Linked DNA regions of Sus scrofa: region 1 is linked to region 2. The links are chromatin contacts, called in public Hi-C maps. All regions are on one chromosome and are shown on one strand. The core of a region is the stretch at or near the end of the contact, and the rest is flanking DNA. Distances in the headings are between cores, read along the strand shown.

Region 1 (3,071 bases), core at 382-2,881, 100 kb before region 2:
CAGACCTGGCTTCAAAGGCAGCTCCTGGACAGACGGTGGGAGGGGGCCCTTTCCAAGAGGAGCCAATAAACCTTCTGTGCAGAACTTGAAAGACTAAGCTGTGCTTCTCTGAGGGCTTCCTGTAGGAGAGAGCCACCCAGCGGTCTCATACTTTCTTCTCCCCTAGTACCCGAAGGTGGTAGATGACCACTCGGCCAAAGAAATCAGTGGTGTCCTCAAATGTCACCTTCAGCCGGTCTACCTCAGCAGCTGGCACAGGGAATGTGTAAGCAGGGCAGTCAAGGGAAACAGGTGCCTTATTTCCCACCCACCAGCCCCAGGTTGGTATCACCAACATGCTAGGCAACCTGGCAGCTGTGGGCCCCTCTGAACTCTCGCACAGAACAGATTATTAGCGCATTTGACAGATGTAGAGACCATTTGCTTAAGGTCACACACCAGGACCCACAGCTTTCAGAGGCACAGACCACCCCACCCGGAGGCTAAGGCAGGATATCTGAAGCGAGTTGTTGTCCTCAGGGTAAAAGTCCACAATCTTAGCAAGAGCCTCACTCCCCTGGGAACCTGAAGAGGAGAAAGGGACAGATTGTGAGGCCATTGTGCCCCCTCCAATCCCCCACCTTCCAGGGCCTCCCATTACCTTCCAGACGACCCTGGCGACTGGAGAAGCCCCCCTGGAACTGGATCTGCAGTTGGGAGACACAGATGCGCTGGGGAAACTCCAGTATTATCCACTGGGAGGGGCCCTGGAAGCAGACAGGGAAACCAGTACACAGTCACTCCAGGTTCAGAGCCCTGCTATGCCCCTCTCTCATTCACACAGTCCGTGGAAGGTGGGAGGGCACAGTGAGCACATGTTTCCTCCTTGGCCAACCTGACTGCCCTGATTCTAGTTCACACTGGGGATGGAGGGTTCAGGGAGAGAGTGCCTCACCTGATCTGAGTTCCAGCACGTCTCCTCATCCTGGTCAAACAGGTGTTTCTTTCCAAACTGCCGGTAGTTACGATTCAACACAGAACTTACCCTGGAAACAACCAGCATCAAGGCGTGGAGAGGCGCTGAGCCCAGCGGCGAGGGCCTGCCCACTACCGGGCCCACCCCTCCTTCACCACTGGTTCCCCAATTTCTGTGGACCCCAGGTCCAGGGCCCCATTCGCCACTTCCCGCCGCCTCCCCTCCCCTACCCCCCCGCACCCGCCTGGTTCCCTCTCTCACTTGCTAACAGTCTCTGGGCAAACCAAAGAGTGGGTCATCTTGGCTCCACGAGGCCTCGGAGGACTCAGATCTCGGCTCAGCCCCGGTTCGAATCCAGGCACCAAAGCAGCTACAGGGGCGCGACCTCGTTCACATCTGAGGGTGCACGTCCTCACCTGTAACACCGCACAAGAACCGTCACTATCTCTCCACTCCAGTCCTAAATGTCGCCTGGATCACCTCCTTTCTGGAAAAACTGGGAAACTGACAATGACCTGGGGCCAGGCCTTTCACAGTGGGTCCAACGAAGGGAAACAGGTTTCCTGTGGGTTTCGGGGCGGTTGCTTCCTCTCCGAGCCTCAGTTTCTCTAACAGATCTATAAACCAAACCCAGATCCGGAACCACGTGAACACCGCGCAGACGCAGTGTGACTCAGGCACGCCCATCCCTAACTCCGGAGGCCGAGTTTAACTTGAGCCCCGCCCCCTCAGTGCCCGCCTCTTAAAGGGCTCTCGCCCAATAACTGCGTATCGCTCGGAGATGGAGGCAAGAGGATAGCATCTAAAGCAGTTGTGTGCCTACTGTGTGCGGAGCACTGTCCTTTGGTGCCCGCGGGTATGGAGCACTAGTTTTGGAGTCCGAGAGACTTCTTATAATGATGTCTTACTGCCGGCAGAATGAAGTCTGCTCAATTCATTCCCTAACTGCAACTGCAACTTGGGAACCCCTGCACCTCACTGCCTCCCAGAGGCCAGACGAACAGTTGAGGAAGAGGCCAAGATGTTGCGAGCACTGGCTTCCTTTGGTCTTCTCAGTAAAAGATGCCTGGGATGGGCTTCTTGGGGGAATATGAGGTGGATTTTGAAGGATGAAAAGGAGTTTGCCAAATTGGATTATACAAAACCTCAGATAATACAGCTAAATGTTTGGTTCACTGATTCACTAAACAACTCCCACCACTCCCTATTGTTCAGCCCTGTGCTGAGTGATGCCAAACTGTAAGAGGCCTCAGTTCCAGCTTCAAACCTGAGGATCTCCCAATCTGGGTAAGACAGAGCTAGACACATAAACTCCCACCCCATAAGACCAGGGCTAAGCCAAAGGGGGAGATAGGGCTGGGGAAGCAGGGGCTCTTCCTGGAGGGAGGGTTTCCTGGGAGAGGAGATATTGTACCTGCACTTTAATGGGTGGGCAGGAATTGACCAGGGTGAGAAAAATGGGGAAGTGAGTGGCAGGCAGAAAGAATAGCATAAGCAAAGGCCTGGTTGGATGAAAGACCACGAATTTGAATAAAATATGTGGAGCCAGATCCTGATGGGCCTAAAGCAGTCACAGAAGGTGTTTGAGAAAGGGTCGTACACCATCCAATCTGCATGAATGGAGGGTTCTGAGACAGAGCAACCACTGGATGCAGTTCCTGGCTTTAACTGAACGGTCTAAGATGCAGCCCCTTTCTTCAAGGGCTAGGGGAACGGTCCTCCTGGCAGCCTACTAGTGTCTGCCCAAGTCCACACCAGGAGTGGGGGCTGGCTGGGAAACTGGGACACCAGCGGAAGGGCTGCCCCATCAGCCCCTGCCTGCCAGGACTTCCTGCATTCAGTCATGGTCTGCTGCCAACCAGACCTGGCTCTGCTCATTTCAGGGCTGGGACTGGGAATGTCAAAAACACCTTCCTACCCCAGAGGAATTTAGTAAGAGCATGGAAACTGGAAGGCCCAGATGTGGTTCAAATACTGCTTGGGCCACTCACTCCATGGTTGTATGATCTTGGACAAATATGTCAACACCTCTGAGCCTCAGTTTTCTCATCTGTGAAAGGGAGGGAATTCTATTTCTAAGACTGCTGGAGAATTCAGTGAGTTCTTCAGGCTGACA
Region 2 (2,783 bases), core at 87-2,586:
TTTCAGAAGAGTGGTAGCTGTGCAGATGAAGACGACATCACAAAGGTTCCCCATGGGACTCAAAATAAAAATAAAATCCAAATTCTGAAAGCAGATTTTCAAGGCCCTATCAGAGATGGCTCCCCTCCCCACTTCCACTTCATTCCTAACACTTTTTTTTTTTTTTTTTTTTTTAGGGCTGCACCTGCAGTGCATGGAAGTTCCTGGGCTAAGGGTCAAATCCGAGCTGCAGCTGTTGACCCACACCACAGCCACAGCCACATGGGATCCTAGCTGCATCTGTGACCTACAGTGCAGCAGCACTGGAGCCCACGGAGCAAGGGCGGGGATCTAACCTGCATTCTCAGGGAGACAACATCAGATTCTTAACCCACTGAGCCACAACAGGAACTCCCCCTGACACTCATTAAATAGCAAGCCCTGGAAGCCTTGGCACTTGCTGTCTCCCTCTACCCTGCAGGTCCTCCTACAACTGGCATCTTCTTATTTTAATTATCTTCTACTCAGAAAGGTTTCCTTGACTACCCATATCAGCAGCCTCCACCTCCACTGCCTCACATCATCATAATTCAGTCTCTGTAAATATTTCTTCTTTGGTGCATTGTCCGACGCCCCAAGAGAAAGTAACCTTCAGGAAGGCAAGGCCCTGTTTTGGTTACCATTGCATCCTCTCTACCTAGTACAGTGCCTAGTACAATGAATATCTGCTGAATGCACCTCAGTCTAGGTGGGTAGACAAGGAAAGACAAGGCTTGTGGTAAACTGGGGGCTCGAAAGATGCACGAAAGTGTTCAGGCAGCTTCTTCAGAAAGTGGGATACAGGCCAGGCGGGAGCTGCTAAGAGAGAGGAGCAGGACAATCCAAGGTTGCCGCTGGCTCGGGGAGCTGAGCTTGCAGCAGCCCTGAGGGTGGTTATATCGGAAAAGCGGCACAGGGCAGATCCCGGTGACGGCTTTTAAGGAAAGCCGGCGTTCTCAGCAAATCAGCGGGGGTGGGGGTGGGGGTAGGTAGCAACTAGGTCTTGGATCTCGGCAGACGGGGGTGGTGCAGAAGCCGCCGCTTCCGGCTGTCTACATGCTGAGGCTAAAGGCCAGTGAGTTTAGCAGGCCGGAGAGGAGGGCGAAGCTAAGACGCGTAGCCGGAGGATTCAGGCGAACGCCTGAGGGGAGGCGGGGGCTGTTACCTGCAACATCCCGGTTGTCCATCTTGAGACTCATCCAATCCCACAATGCTCGGGCGCCACCGGAGGGGGGCCAGTTATAGTGCGCATTGCCTGATGGGAGATGTAGTCCATATCGGCAAGCCATGCCCTGCCATTCCTTGGACACCTGAGGGTTTTCCCGCCAGGAATGCAAACTTCAGTCCATAGACACACTCCGGTCTCAGTCCTGAGGAACAGAAGGTGTCGCCTTTTCTCAGACTTTCTCGGAGCCACGGCCACTCCAAATACAAACTACATGTTCCAGGTTGCTTTGTACAGCGGCTCTCGCGAGAGACGCGAGGAGCGCCCGGCCCCGCCCCACGCGCCTGCTTCCGCCTCCCTGTGGCGGCGGCTTGTTGTTGTGGAGCCAAAATGGCGGCTCAGGCGGCTGCGGCGGCCCAGGCGGCGGCAGCCCAGGCAGCGCAGGCCGAAGCGGCCGAGTCGTGGTACCTGGCTCTTCTGGGCTTCGCCGAGCACTTCCGCACTTCCAGTCCGCCTAAGATCCGCCTGTGTGTTCACTGCCTGCAGGCCGTGTTCCCCTTCAAGCCGCCGCAGCGCATCGAGGCCCGGACGCACCTGCAGCTCGGCTCTGTGCTCTACCACCACACCAAGAACAGCGAGCAGGCGCGCAGCCACCTAGAGAAGGCGGTGAGCGCGGGCCGGGCCGCGAGGGAGGAGGCGCGGGGCTCCTTTCCGTGCTTGGGCTGACGGGTCGCGACCCTGGCGTGCGGGGACGCCTGGGTCACTTCTCGGGGGCCTGAGGCGTGACTTCCGCACAAGCAGCAAGACCCCGAAGACGTCAGCCTCTCAGGGGACCCGAGGGCCTCGTCCCGTACCTTACTTAAAGTGTCTGGTGACAGGCAGAGGCCTAGGACCCTGCTCCGAGTACTCCGACAGCTGTCTCTTTTAGAAGCAACAGGGTCCCCAAATTCTTAAGGTTTTCAAGATAGCACCTATGGGGATGCCTCCAGGCCGGCCCTTCTGAGGTGACTCAGGTCCAGGTGACAGTCCAGGCATCCCTTGAGAGTCTGAAGTTAGGTCTCTGAAGAAATCTAGGAAGGCATCCTCTCTCAGGACACGCATGTCTGAGAAGGGTCTGGAGGTTATTGTGCCCCACATCATTGATGAGGAGAGTCATAGGTGGGAGGCAGAGGCTCAGAGCCTAGAGTTGCTCATTTGAAGTCCTAGAAGGAGGCAAAACTGAGGGAGGGATGTCTTGATTCCAGGGCTGGGGCCTCCTGCTTTTGCCATATCCACTGGTGACTCCTCTTTTCCCCACCATTCACTAGTCCATCCCCTTCAGAGAGCAGGCCCCATCTCCCCATGTTGATTTTTGGGATCTTGGTACCTCAAAGAATGTGGAAAAGTGGCTGTCATTCTGCCCTTTCTGGCTGTGGTTTCTTCCCACAGCAACACTTCTTAGCTCCTGTCAGTTCATGTCTCCATTTAACATTTACCCAGTTTTATTCTGCTTAAAGGAGAGATTTCTTGAATAGAATTAACTTCAATTCAGAGAAATTTCTTCATCTGAGATAAATCTGAAACCACCTATAATTAGTAACAAGTTGCCTTCAGGAGAATA

The links. Hi-C and Micro-C count contacts between places; a contact is called where the count stands out from the background.
Region 1: a contact with region 2 is called in a Hi-C map of liver, with 2.7 times the contacts expected there. The contact joins the promoter of NR2C2AP here to the promoter of SUGP1 in region 2. A contact is called at or near these places in 2 of 5 promoter capture datasets (fetal skeletal muscle and liver), 6 of 47 Hi-C or Micro-C datasets (fetal heart ventricle, heart right ventricle, liver and 2 more) and 1 of 2 datasets of contacts at active chromatin or transcription factors (alveolar macrophages).

What each region holds. Positions count from the first base shown.
Region 1 is chr2:58,674,547-58,677,617 of Sscrofa11.1, reverse strand. NR2C2AP (nuclear receptor 2C2-associated protein) reads right to left here and starts at 1,631. Exons shown (of 6, transcript XM_021083440.1): 1 at 1,471-1,631; 2 at 1,217-1,371; 3 at 935-1,025; 4 at 641-746; 5 at 497-564; 6 at 1-265. The coding sequence starts at 1,254. The coding sequence ends at 146. It overlaps RFXANK (regulatory factor X associated ankyrin containing protein), which reads left to right. Exons shown (of 9, transcript NM_001243347.1): 9 at 1-84.
Region 2 is chr2:58,572,987-58,575,769 of Sscrofa11.1, reverse strand. It overlaps SUGP1 (SURP and G-patch domain-containing protein 1), which reads right to left and starts at 1,336. Exons shown (of 15, transcript XM_021083429.1): 1 at 1,184-1,336. The coding sequence starts at 1,307. MAU2 (MAU2 chromatid cohesion factor homolog) reads left to right here and starts at 1,522. Exons shown (of 19, transcript XM_021083430.1): 1 at 1,522-1,849. The coding sequence starts at 1,574.